2 separate regions of the Gossypium arboreum genome follow, and region 1 is linked to region 2. Evidence: chromatin contacts called from public Hi-C data. All regions are on one chromosome and are shown on one strand. The core of a region is the stretch at or near the end of the contact, and the rest is flanking DNA. Distances in the headings are between cores, read along the strand shown. Region 1 holds the start of LOC108461010. Region 2 holds the start of LOC108459927 (protein BIC1-like).

Evidence for each region. A called contact is a pair of places that touch in the nucleus more often than the background predicts.
Region 1: a Hi-C map of leaf shows a contact between it and region 2, with 4 times the contacts expected there. The contact joins the promoter of LOC108461010 here to the promoter of LOC108459927 in region 2. A contact is called at or near these places in 2 of 5 Hi-C or Micro-C datasets (both in leaf).

Annotation. Positions count from the first base shown.
Region 1 is chr4:81,072,254-81,077,953 of ASM2569848v2, reverse strand. LOC108461010 reads left to right here and starts at 2,795. Exons shown (of 14, transcript XM_017760761.2): 1 at 2,795-3,342; 2 at 3,937-4,044; 3 at 4,153-4,253; 4 at 4,354-4,437; 5 at 4,832-4,907; 6 at 5,001-5,066; 7 at 5,201-5,290. The coding sequence starts at 2,956.
Region 2 is chr4:80,881,870-80,888,529 of ASM2569848v2, reverse strand. LOC108459927 (protein BIC1-like) reads right to left here and starts at 5,110. Exons shown (of 1, transcript XM_017759324.2): 1 at 4,431-5,110. The coding sequence starts at 4,934. The coding sequence ends at 4,524.

The DNA.
Region 1 (5,700 bases), core at 1,546-4,045, 190 kb before region 2:
CTCATTTATTGATTTTAATTTTTTAGTTAATTCTATCTCTGTCCTTCAAAATAAAAGTTAGGGGATAAAGATAGGACGATTTTTATTTTTTAATTCCCTTTTTTTTCTTTTTTAAATTTGATAGGTAAATTTCAATTTTAGATATTTGTTGAACACAAAGAAGCTGTTGAAGATAGTTCGAAGACACTTTTGATGAGTTTAATTTCATCAGTTCATTTATGGGGATGAAAAATAAGAAACTCCTAATATAGTAGAAACAAGATAAAGAAAAATAAGAAACCTTAAAATTGACAATGAATAGATGACATGAAGAAATTTCTATAGGGTTAAAATTGCTTAAATAACATTAATAAATCATTAATATTTTATTTATAATACCTTAATTATGTGAAAGATACATGAAAAATAATACACGATAAGTCTAGTCACTTCCCATTAGTGAGATAATGACTAAATTGACCGAAAAATTAGAGTGATCAAATTAAAACAATTCTATTTTAGAGTGATTAATGGAATAGTTTATCGTAAATAACATCGCGTGCAAATAAAAGTTTAAAATTTTAACTATTATTAAAATATATAAATATCATAGTATAATTTTATTGAGGTGTATAAAATATATTATATTCTCCACCTCCATTTTAAATTTTTTTTGTTTTGTTAATTGTTTCTTTAATATAAATATAACTTATAAATTATGAAATTTTTAGACTTCACAAATAGATTGGAGGTGAGACAAATATCACAATTATTTATATAATTTTATTTTATTTTTACTTCACTTTATAATACATTTATTAAACCCTAAATTCATTTGTGGGGTTTAAAAGCTTCACTAACAATATGTCAAATAATTTTTCATATTTTGTTATATTAATATGAATATAATTTTGATATTTGAGTTAAAAATTTACATTTAACCTTAATTTTTTACTAATTATTATTTTATATATATAAACATTTTGATTTAAATATCCTTAATAATGATTTTCTGTTTTAATCTTATTCCTAATATTATCTTTAAATCCAAACATATATTTTATTATTATAATATCTTTACTATAATAATTAGGTTTAAATATAAATTAGTGTCCAGACTTGTTCACTTCTCCTAGATTGGTACCTATGGTTTTTTTATTTATTCTAGATTGGTATTTGAACTTTTTTTTGTCCAATAGTTTGGTACCTGAAACTAACGGTGTTAATTTTTTTCCTGATGTGGCACGCTGGCCAATCGCACGCCACCACGTGGCATTCTAGTTGGCCTTTTTTTAATTTTTTTTCCCTCCTTTTATTTTCTTATTTTTCTTTTTCTTTTTTTTACCCACCACTTCATTATCGTTTTCTTTCACTTTCCTCCTATCCAAACACCTACCACTTCATTCCCAGCAACAACGAAGATGGCTTATTGACCAGTTCCAAACCCAAGTAAAGTACAACAAGATCTAAATGCAAAGACACCACTTTACACTAAAAGTCCATTAAATAATTTAAAATACAAAAAGAAAAATTTCCTCCAGATCCAAACAGTCTTTCATAGAAAACTGCAATGAAATCCTAAATTGTAGTAGTTGCGAATCTCTATAGAAAGAGACCACGAAAGTAAAAACACAAAAAACCCTAAAATAACATGTGCAAATCGAGCATTTGAAAACGGCTCTAATAGATTTCAGGAGCATTGTGTGAAGGTTGTTTCTAGTGTGAATTTGATGCTGGTTTTGAATGAGATTTATGGCCATTTCTCAAAATGCTCAGAGATTGCTCAAGAGTTTTCTAAGATGCTGGAGGTTACCAGATTGCTCAAGACGATGAAGATGAATCCAACACATTATCTTTGTCTACATGTTTGAATTTATAAAACCTCCTATTCATCAATTCTTTTACAAAATTTCTGGATATTGTGATAACATAAACAAGGTTAAACGAGAGTGCATAAATCCTTATCAAGGGATTAAAAGTTTTTCCTATAATGAATTGACAAATTCGTATTTCAAATATTTGAACCTTTTTCCAATTTTTGGGCTAAATATCAATACTTTTACTGGTAAATTAATAAAGCGGGAGAAATCAAACAAAGGATTTTCAATTTATGCTTAAAGCTTTCCAAACTATTCATTTATAAAGACATTTATGGAAGAATTGAAACTAACAGAGTGTATAAATTTTCTAAAAGTCAAAATGAATGGGAAAGCTCACATTGAGATGGAGACGACCTCATGCAGAAATTAGATTAGAGAGCGTTGCAAGGTTTTAGGTTGTATTTTTCGTTTAAAATTGTTTCTTCTACTTCAGCTCTAGGTTAAAAGAAAGAAAGTCGGACGATGGTCGTCGTTGGTTAGAGAGCTCATTGGAGGAGGCTAGATGGTGGCTAACAGTGTAAAAGTATGACAGTTTGTAGGAAAAAAAAAGAAAAAAAAGAAGGAAAATGAGAAAGAAAATAAAAAGTAAAAGAGGCTAAAGAACACATGTTACGTGGCGACGCATGAGTAGGCAACGTTGTCACCTCAAAAAAAACTAACAACCTTAGTCTCAAATACTTAACTAGTGGACAAAAAAATTTAAATACTAATCTAAAACAAAAAAGCCATAAGTATTAATTTAAACTAAACAAACAGATTTTAATATTAATTTTATATTTAACCCAAATAATTAAACTCACTACAACCATTAATTTTTTTTAATTTCACTCAAAATAATCTCCAAATAAATAGCGAGCAAAAGAACATGCTAAAATGAAAAGCCGAACTTAAAGGAGATAATGGTCAATCTAAAAATATCGAGAAGGGCAAAAAGGTAAATCCAGAAACATAATCCTCCCGCTTTTTCTCTCTCTTCTTCTCCGCCAAGTTTACCACTTTTCCTCTAGACAACTAAATTCTCTTCCATTGCCGAAGCTAAAAGAAACTAGTAATTTCTTCTTTTTTCAAAAATTAATAATATTTGGAATTGCGTAAGATGGCCTCAATCTCTACTTGCCTTACTCTATCACCTAAGTTTCGTCTCCTAACTTCAAAACCCCAAGTTTCTCTCAATTTTCCGGGAATCCAACCACTAACTTCTTCTTCTACGTTCTCGAGAAAATCCGGGAACTTTTTGAGACCTAGGGTTTCATTTCCCGTCATTAAGGCAAGTCTTGATGTTGGAAGCGACGCGATTAGGCCTGGAGGTACGGTCGAGACTGATAAGTTACCCTCTGACGTCAGAAAACGAGCAATGGAGGCCGTTGACTCGTTTGGCGGGAGGGTTACTGTTGGAGATGTTTCGAGTAAAGCTGGGCTTAACTTGAATCAAGCTCAAAAGGCTCTTCAAGCACTTGCTTCCGATACTAACGGTTTCTTGGAGGTACTTTGAATTTTTATAACTTCCATAAATTTGATCTGTGTTAGGGTTCTCGTTGAGTGGAATTACTATTTGAAACGAAATGCCAAAGTAGATTGTGAAATGCGCAACTTCATATCGGTTTTTCTCTACTTGTTCACCCCCCCCCAAAAAAAAAAAAAAAAAAAAGAGATTTGGTGTATGGTTGAAGCTAAAATAGATGTAGATATGGTCTGGAAGTGATCTCGAACAGTGTAACTCCGTTGATGTATCTGCTGTACTAAAATGCTGCTCACTGTTGGTTATTGGACTTAAAGGAGTTTCGATAGAGCGGTTTGAACATACAAACGAAAATACATGGTTTAGTTGGACCTACAAAAGTTAATTTCTAGAAGCTAAGCTATCTTTTTTAGTTGTATGTTTTTGGATAACTAGCTGAAGTAATCTAGAGCCTGCCTGTGTTATTGACTTACTCTGTAGGAAAGCCTTTTCTGATTTTTGTATGGGGATTATCATGTTGCTTCTTGGGACTTGTTCTAGTATTATAATATCTATTTCTGGGATCTTTGAAGTTCTTGATTTGTGAGTTCCACTTTTTTGTCAAGATGGTTTTAACAGGTTTCAGATGAAGGTGATGTCCTTTATGTCTTTCCAAAAGATTATCGTTCAAAACTTGCTGCCAAGTCATTTAGGATAAAATTTGAACCTTGGGTTGATAAAGCAAAGGTGAACTTTCATAACTTATTTTTCTTTTCATTTTTGTCGAGGCTAAGGAGAAAAATCCTGGATGTCAAACATTATGGCCAATAATTTAGTCTTTTACTTTTTTGGCAGGCTGCACTTGAATATTTAATTAGAGTTTCTTTCGGGACAGCACTTATAGCTTCAATTGTTCTTGTTTATACAACAATTATTGCCCTAATTACAAGTAGAAGGTACCTACTAACCTTGACACTTAGGAATTATTATATAACTACATAATTCTACACCAGTGGTTATTGAAAGCAAGATGCTGACTATGTGATCTGATGGCAGCGATGAAGACAATCGTGGAAGACGAGGAGGCAGATCATATGACACAGGGTTCACCTTCTACTTGAGTCCAACTGACTTGTTTTGGTAATACTTTTTATATTATGAAGAACTCTAGCAGTTTTAGACTGTAATAGGCTGTTAATCACGGTTGAGAATTCTCACTGATCAGGCCAATTAGGGGATGCTTATAGACAACATTAAGTAGATAGGTTAGGTTTTAAAGTAACTTTGTTTGCTTAATTGCTCTAGAATTGACAAATCAGTTTGTATTGTGGTAAAAGTTTTGTCATCCACGTTTGGGTACATCTGATAGTTTCACATTAATTTTATTTCATTGGATAAATGAGATTGGGCCATCAATTTACCTTATTTTATGCTATAATCTAATGTTAAAACATATTGTCTCTGTAATCTGTATTCCTTTCATAAGTTCAAACTCTTACATAACCTCCTCCTCTGTTTTAATTTTTTTTTTAAGGTACTGGGATCCATATTATTATAGGAGGCGACGGCTACGAACTGATGATGATGAGAGGATGAACTTTATTGAATCTGTAAGATGTGAATATAAACAAATGGATCATGTATGATTTTGCTCAGTTGTTTTACATTCAGAGAAAATTAGTTCATTTGTGACATCTTCTTAGGTTTTCTCTTTTGTTTTCGGGGATGGTGATCCAAATCAAGGAATTGAAGAAGAAAGGTGGAAGTTGGTAATACTTCAGCACTAACTTCTTTGGTCAATGCTCGAAACATATTATTTCAGCTTTCTGATAGTAGTTATTCTGATTATTAAGTGTTCTATTACCCCTACTAACTTTTACCATTTTCCACCCAAAATTTGCAGATTGGACAATACATAACTTCTAATGGAGGTGTTGTCACAGCTGAAGAACTTGCTCCATATCTTGATTTACCTACCACAAAGGGAGCATTGGTATGATTATAAATTAAAAGCTAATCTTAGTCTAGCTTGTAATTAGCATGTAAATTTTTTCTTACAAGTTGCTCTGAATTCTAGTTAGTGTTCTTTTGACTTGAATTTGAAATATTTTCTCTCATGATCACATTTGTTTTATTCACACTTTGACCATATGCAACTATTCCTGTTCTGTCATTGCATCACCTAAACAAAAATTTTATTACTATCGACTCGATTATTTCTTTATTTGCATTGTAGTCCCTGCACACTGTCTGTCAACCTTATTTCTGCATTTGTACGTCATAGATCATTTAATCAAATAGTGTTTGGCACATAATCATATATTTGATGGTTACTTGCTTGCTTTGATATTATAAGTAGTTCATGGTCAAGTAATCCAGAAGTGATAAGCAGGGATTCAAATG
Region 2 (6,660 bases), core at 3,861-6,360:
AATTATAAGGGTCTCAATAGCTAGGGTTTTCCAACATTTCAAGCTTGATAGTAAGTCTATCCTAGCCCCGTTTTTAATGTTATTCGTATTTTTGAGATCTCGTAACATGCTCTTTCTATTTCTACCCATATCTCAAATTAGGATTCATGTTTAGAAAATTTCCCATGTATGAGGAGTTTGTGTTTTGATAATTTATGAAGGAATATGAGAGTTTGAAGGATGGTAAACAACTTTTACTAAGTGGTTTTTCATGGAAATGGCTTAAAGGACTAAATTGTAAAAGTTGTGGGAATGGGTAGAAAAATATAGAATGAAGGAAAAACATGGGCTGCTATAAGTGTGAATAACATTCGGCTAGGCTTGGGTAGCCAAGGAATTACATGCATTTCATTATACGGGCCTTAGGACTAAATTGTAAATATTGTGAAAGGTTAGGGGCAAAATAGTCATTTTGCCCGTGGGTGAATTTTAATCCTAAAATGAAAAATATGATGTATTAGTAGTCTAATTTTATTGATATAAACCCCGAGGAACCAATTCAAGAGGTCGACCGTAGAAAACGAGAGGTTTTAGAATAACCAAGACACAAATCCGAAACAACTACCAGGTAAGTTCATATAGCCCGAAGTAAACTCTTAATATACTTAAAAATACATGTTCTTGAATGTATGATAATTAGATATTTATTTCATGATAATCCATAAGACGTGCTAGTGTAAATGAAAAGATGATAAATGTCCCGGTTGAAATAAAAAGGGAAATCTAATGGTTAAATTATGCCTTACAAAACTTGAGATCCTGCACGTGTTGTAGAGAAGGATTTAGCCCGGACGGGTAATTCGCTCATCTCAATATAGAAAGGATCTAGCCCGGACAGGTGTTCCTTGAGTGATCGAGCCTCTTGAAGAATATGGGTGCAATAAGGATTTAGCCCAAATGGGTAATCCGATTGAGGACTGAATTTAGCCTGGACTGGCAATTCAGATCCAAGCTTACGAGAGAAATTGTCGTTGAAAGGGATTTAGCCAGGATTGGTAATCCCGACAATACTCTATGAGTTAATTCTACGGGGGATTTAGCCTGGACTAGTAATCCCGTCGTAAGATGTAAGGTTCGCGGGAGTGCGTACTTGAAATGATCACTTGTATGACTTGACGATAATTGGGCTATCCATTGAGATTTCTGAGAAATTCATCGGGATAAACATGAGAAATAGAGAATGGAAATACTGAATTGATGAGCTCATCTAAGACTAATGACATGATGTATTGATATGAGACAAACTTGATGATTGAGTTCATGTGATAGGGAAACTATTTCATACTTTTTGGAATTATTTCCTAATATGGTTATATGCTCATTAACCGGTAAGTTTACTTTCTAGTCATCCAGACTTACTAAGCATGTAAATGCTTACCCTCTTTCTTTTCCCTTGTTTTTCAGAGCTCGAAGACTTATGAAGGTTGGAAGACGGTCGAAGCTTTGTCAACACTATCAACTTGTCTTATTTTGGTATATAGAAACTTTTATTTTGTTATAATGGCATGTATAGGATTTTTGGTTATTTTGTTATATGTGTCATTTAGCTAGCCAATGTAAGGGCTTGAATGATATGCTTACATTATTCAGTATATGGCCATGAGGTATGGCTCATTTTGATGTAGGTTATAAACCTACTAAATGTGCATGGTTATGTGTGAATGCTTCATGTGAATGCCAAATGTGTTACACCATGAATGAACATGAGAATGATGGCCAGAACAATTGGGAATGGTTTAGGTCATAAAGGTCATGAGTTATAAAATGTGATTAATTGACAGAGTAATCCTAAGACAAAGAGGGTATTATGATCATAGATTAAAATAAGACATATAGTAACGTGTATAACCTTGGCCAAGAAAGTTTAAGGGTACTACTATACCTTGATAAATGTCCGAAAACCATTGTGGTATTTATGGTTGGTTAAGGGTGACCAAAGGCTTAGAAAATAGCCTTCAAAATGGTCCACATGGGTAGGCATACGGGCATGTGTCTAGGCCGTGTGTGACACACGGCTAGCCTCATGGGCGTGTGGTATGGTCGTGTGTCCCCTGCACTTGGAATTATAGGTCAGTTTGCATGGTAGTAAATACACGGGCAGAGACACGACCTTGTGTCTCAACCGTGTGGAGGACACGACCTAGCACATGGACATGTGCCTTGGCCGTGTGCCCCCAAATGAGTGATGATGTCATAAACAGAATGTCCAGGTTTTTGGACACGGCCATGTCTAGGCCATGTGAGGGACACGGGCCAAGGACACAGGTGTGTGCTTGGCCGTGTGAAAACCCCTGTAAGTTCAAAATGGAAAATAAATTAAATAATTCAACATGGGTGAGGGGCATGGGCGTGTCCCCAAGCACACGGACGTGTGCTTTGCCTCCACATGGGCGTATAAGGCATAACCCTAGGCATTTTACTAAAATTTTTTATAGATCCCGGTTTAGTCTCTGACCGCTAATCATGCACGGTTTGGGCCCCGTAGGCCTATAATAGGGACAACATGATTTTGTTCAATTAGTTTGAATTTGGAAATGAAATTTTATAACTCGTCTTTCTGAAATGTCCGAGTATGTGTCTGGTAACACCTCACACTTTGTCCTGGTCTCGGGTACGGGTAAGGGGTGTTACATTAGCTGCTAATCCTAAGCTGCATGCTAGAGTGAAACATGTGGAGTTGGACATTCATTTTGTTCGTGAAAAGGGTTCTGAGTGATAAGCTTTGCGTGAATTTTGTTCCTGGGTGTGATCCGGTGGCTAATATGTTGACCAAACCATTGACATTTAGAGCTTTTTCTTGATGTCGGGATCAAATGAATGTTGTTGCTACCACCAGTTTGTGCCAGATACTGGAAGGGGAATGTTAGACTAATTGTATTAGTTAGGGTCTGTTAGACTCTGTTAGAGTATTGTTGTAAATTAGTTGAGAGTTCTACTTTTATATAATGTATGACTACTATAGTGTATAGTTAACTTTGATGAATAGATTCATTCTTTCATGAGTTTGTAATACATGCCACAAGTTATAATGTTATGCTAGCTTTTCCATAAGTTACTATTGATGTTTGTTAGCAATTATAACTCACACTAAGAAGATGATTGTTTAAAGTTTGAGCAAAATTGAACGAATGATGTGCATATCAAAAGTTTTTCCCAGGATACTTTCATACTTTTTAGGTTATGAAGATGGCTACGGTGCGGATTGGTTTATTCTGTGGTTCTAGTATTGATGAATGGAGCTTCATATAAATTGCTATTGATGAAGGCGGCTCATGCCAAGGTCGTAAATTCAGTACAATGATGCTCTAGTGTAAGATTCCCTCTCATGGAAATTAACAAGGATTATATTCTTTATTGTAGGTAATGCGTGAGGCTTTGATTTTTTATTTTTATTTTTTAAAATTCAGTACATGTGCATAAAAGTAGAAATGAATAAAAATCACAAGTATAGATAATTTCTTTATGCATGGTTGAATACTTTAGTCTGGTAGTTGGCTCAGTTAATGGGCACTTTTTTTGTCATCTGATGAAATGTTCTAATGATTGCCTTTGAATGATAGCAAAACCATCCAGAAAATAATCAAAATAAAATGCAACTTGTTAGTAAATGTCCATTTCTTTAGCTTTACTAGTCTGACTGTTAGACGGTATTCTCCATCACTTAGGCCAAGCATGTTGAACCAGCAGCCCACCTACAACATTGTTGAGTTAGAATTTTCCTATTTCGAACTCCCTTGGCCTTTTGCTAAGGTTATTCATCCATAAAACCCTCTTAGATTCCAACCTTCAAGCGAAGCATTGGTAGTAAAAAAGGATTTTCCTATTTCACCTTATCTTTTTCCTTTTATTTACAGCATCACCTTGTCTATTACACCAGCGAGCTGATTCAAGGTAGACACTGACTGCTTTGGCCGATATGGGACATGAATTTTAGTAACAAATTGGCCAATGCAGAAAAAGAAAAGAAAAGAAAAGCACGAACAACTGCTTTATAGAAAAAAGTAGTATAGTTCTTAATTTGTCATCTTCAGAAAAGCCCCCAATGATTTGCACCACTGAACCAGGTCAGCCGTGTTGGAGGGTTGGGCTAAGTTTCTCCCCCACAATGTGCTCTTGGTGATAACCATGATTTTGACTAACCTCACATACTGCGTCTTCTGTCCTGAATGAGCTGGTAAAGATTAGATTATAAAATCGAAATCATATCTTTAATTAGTCGGTGAAGTGATATCCTTTAGATTCCATATTTTATTATTCTTTTTCCTGTTTGAATGTCATAACATAACTAAATCAAATTTCATTTATCATAAAAAATAAAAAATATAAAAGTAGCAACATAATAACTCTGGCAAATCTCATACGTAAAGCAGAAAATGAAATCAAACCATCCATTATTAAAATGTATCCTCTTTTTTTTTTATCTCAATTTTGGTTAACTAAAACACACGAAGGAAATAATAATAATAATAATAATAATAATAAATTTAACACCTGTTTTCTATTCTAAATCCGCCAGAATTGGTTCTTCTTCCATCCTCAACCAAAGCAGCACGAGCTGACATGATCCCATGAGGCACCAAAGAATCATTAAATGCAGAACAATCAATCCAATCCTTCAAAAGCTGTTCTTGACCCCATATGTCTGGAATCCAAACATTGCCCGCCACTTCAATCCTATGCCTCTTCAGTTTCTCCCGTCCATTGTCTTCTTCAGATTCATCCGCCCTCATTGCTTCTTCTTCTTTAACCTCATGATCCGCTCCTACTTCCGGAGCCGGTGAAGACACACGACACTTCACATGACATGTTTCCATCTCAGAGTTTGTTCCATCGTGGTCTGGCTGCTGAGTTTTGTTGGGTTGTTCCGGCGGCTGCTGGGGTGTCGTGTTTTTCATGTCTTGAGGATGTAGTACGTTCACGGAATGGGAGGGAAAGGGTTTAGGTGGATGGGTGAGGGTTGAAAGAGAAGATAGAAAGATTAGATTTTAGAGAGAAGGGAGCGGGGTTTAGTTGATGTGTGGGAATAAAACCAAAGAGAGAATGGGTGGGGAGTTGGTTTACACGTCATCACTCTGTCAAAGACTTTACATGTGTTGTCTTGTTTTTGTATGGCAACTAAGAATCTTACGTGTCTTCTTCCGAACGTAGGTTAAATTTAAGTAGTACTGCATTTTGTGTGGTTTACTTCCATGTTCCTTCATCTTCCATAACTCCCTCTAGAGTATTTAGAATCTTGGTTACTCACACTTGTTTTATTGGTCAAATTTTGTTATTAGGGCTTAAACTTTGTATAAGTAGTGTACATTAACTTTGTTATTTTTAATTCTTGTAATTTTAAAAATTTGAAAATTTTAGTTCTATTATTTTCATAATTTGATACATCAAATATATTGTGATATTTCTAATATTATGACAGTTTATTATTTTCATATATTATTCATAAAAAGAATTAGTTAATAGATTTAGCAATCGTCGTTTGCATTTAGACTGAAATATCGAAATTAAAAAAATATAACTATTAAAAATATCCAGTTGAAGGACATAAACTAAATCTATAACTTCAAGCAGAATATAGGACTAGTAGCATAAGTTAACTAAACAAATTTAACTGCCACAAATTAGTTAGGACTAAAATTTTAAAATTCAAGAAGTAGAAGGATTAAAATTGATCAAATTAAAGAATAGGTACTAAATTCACAACTTACACAAAATAAACGATCTAATAGTATAATTTGACTTATTTTATTTTAAAATTTTTATAAGTTTAGAATTTAAATATTAATTTTTATACTTAAGATAAGATTTTCATTTTAAAGATAACTTTAAAAATCAAATTCTATTATTTAATAATTTTAAAAATCAAATTTTAGTGTGGAAAAAGTAAAAGGAAAAAGAGGAGAGTGAAATCTCGGCATATGATTCCCTCGATGGATTTTTTTGGAAGGATTGTGAGGCTCATGTTGAGTTCTATTTTTATTTATTTTTGGGTAGACATAGGAATAAATAAATAAAAGAAAACCATGAATTTTTAATAACAAACTAGCCAATCGGGTAGTTGGTTTTGATTCGAGGAAACAAAGTAAAATAAATTCACAAAAAAATATTCTTTTAACAAGAGATATAAACAATTTTTTAGAGATATATATATATTTTTCTTGATGTACACTAATAACTACTCTCTCCCTCTCCTTTTGTTTGTGTTCTTTTGTTGGTGTGTCGCAATATTAACTAAAATTTTATTAAAACAAGTGTATTTATCAATTAATAGTATAATTACGGTGAATAAAAATATCATTATCACAAAAATTAAAAGTACTAGTAATAATTATCTTTCTATTATTTAACTGAATAATTCGAGTAATTGATTAAAATTACAATTAACTAAATTAATTAACTAACGAATACAACAAAAAATAAATCAAGAAAATAATTGATTAATAACCAAGAAGCAAAACAATACCCAGAAAAGAATCCACCTAGATTTCATCTGTCACTATCAATCTATTTACGCAATTTCTTTACTTTGTATATTGATCCATAAAAATCCCTAAATTATACTAATATCTCTTTTGAGTATAAGAGCAACTGACCCTAGGTTGATTAATTGAAATTTCTTTCTAC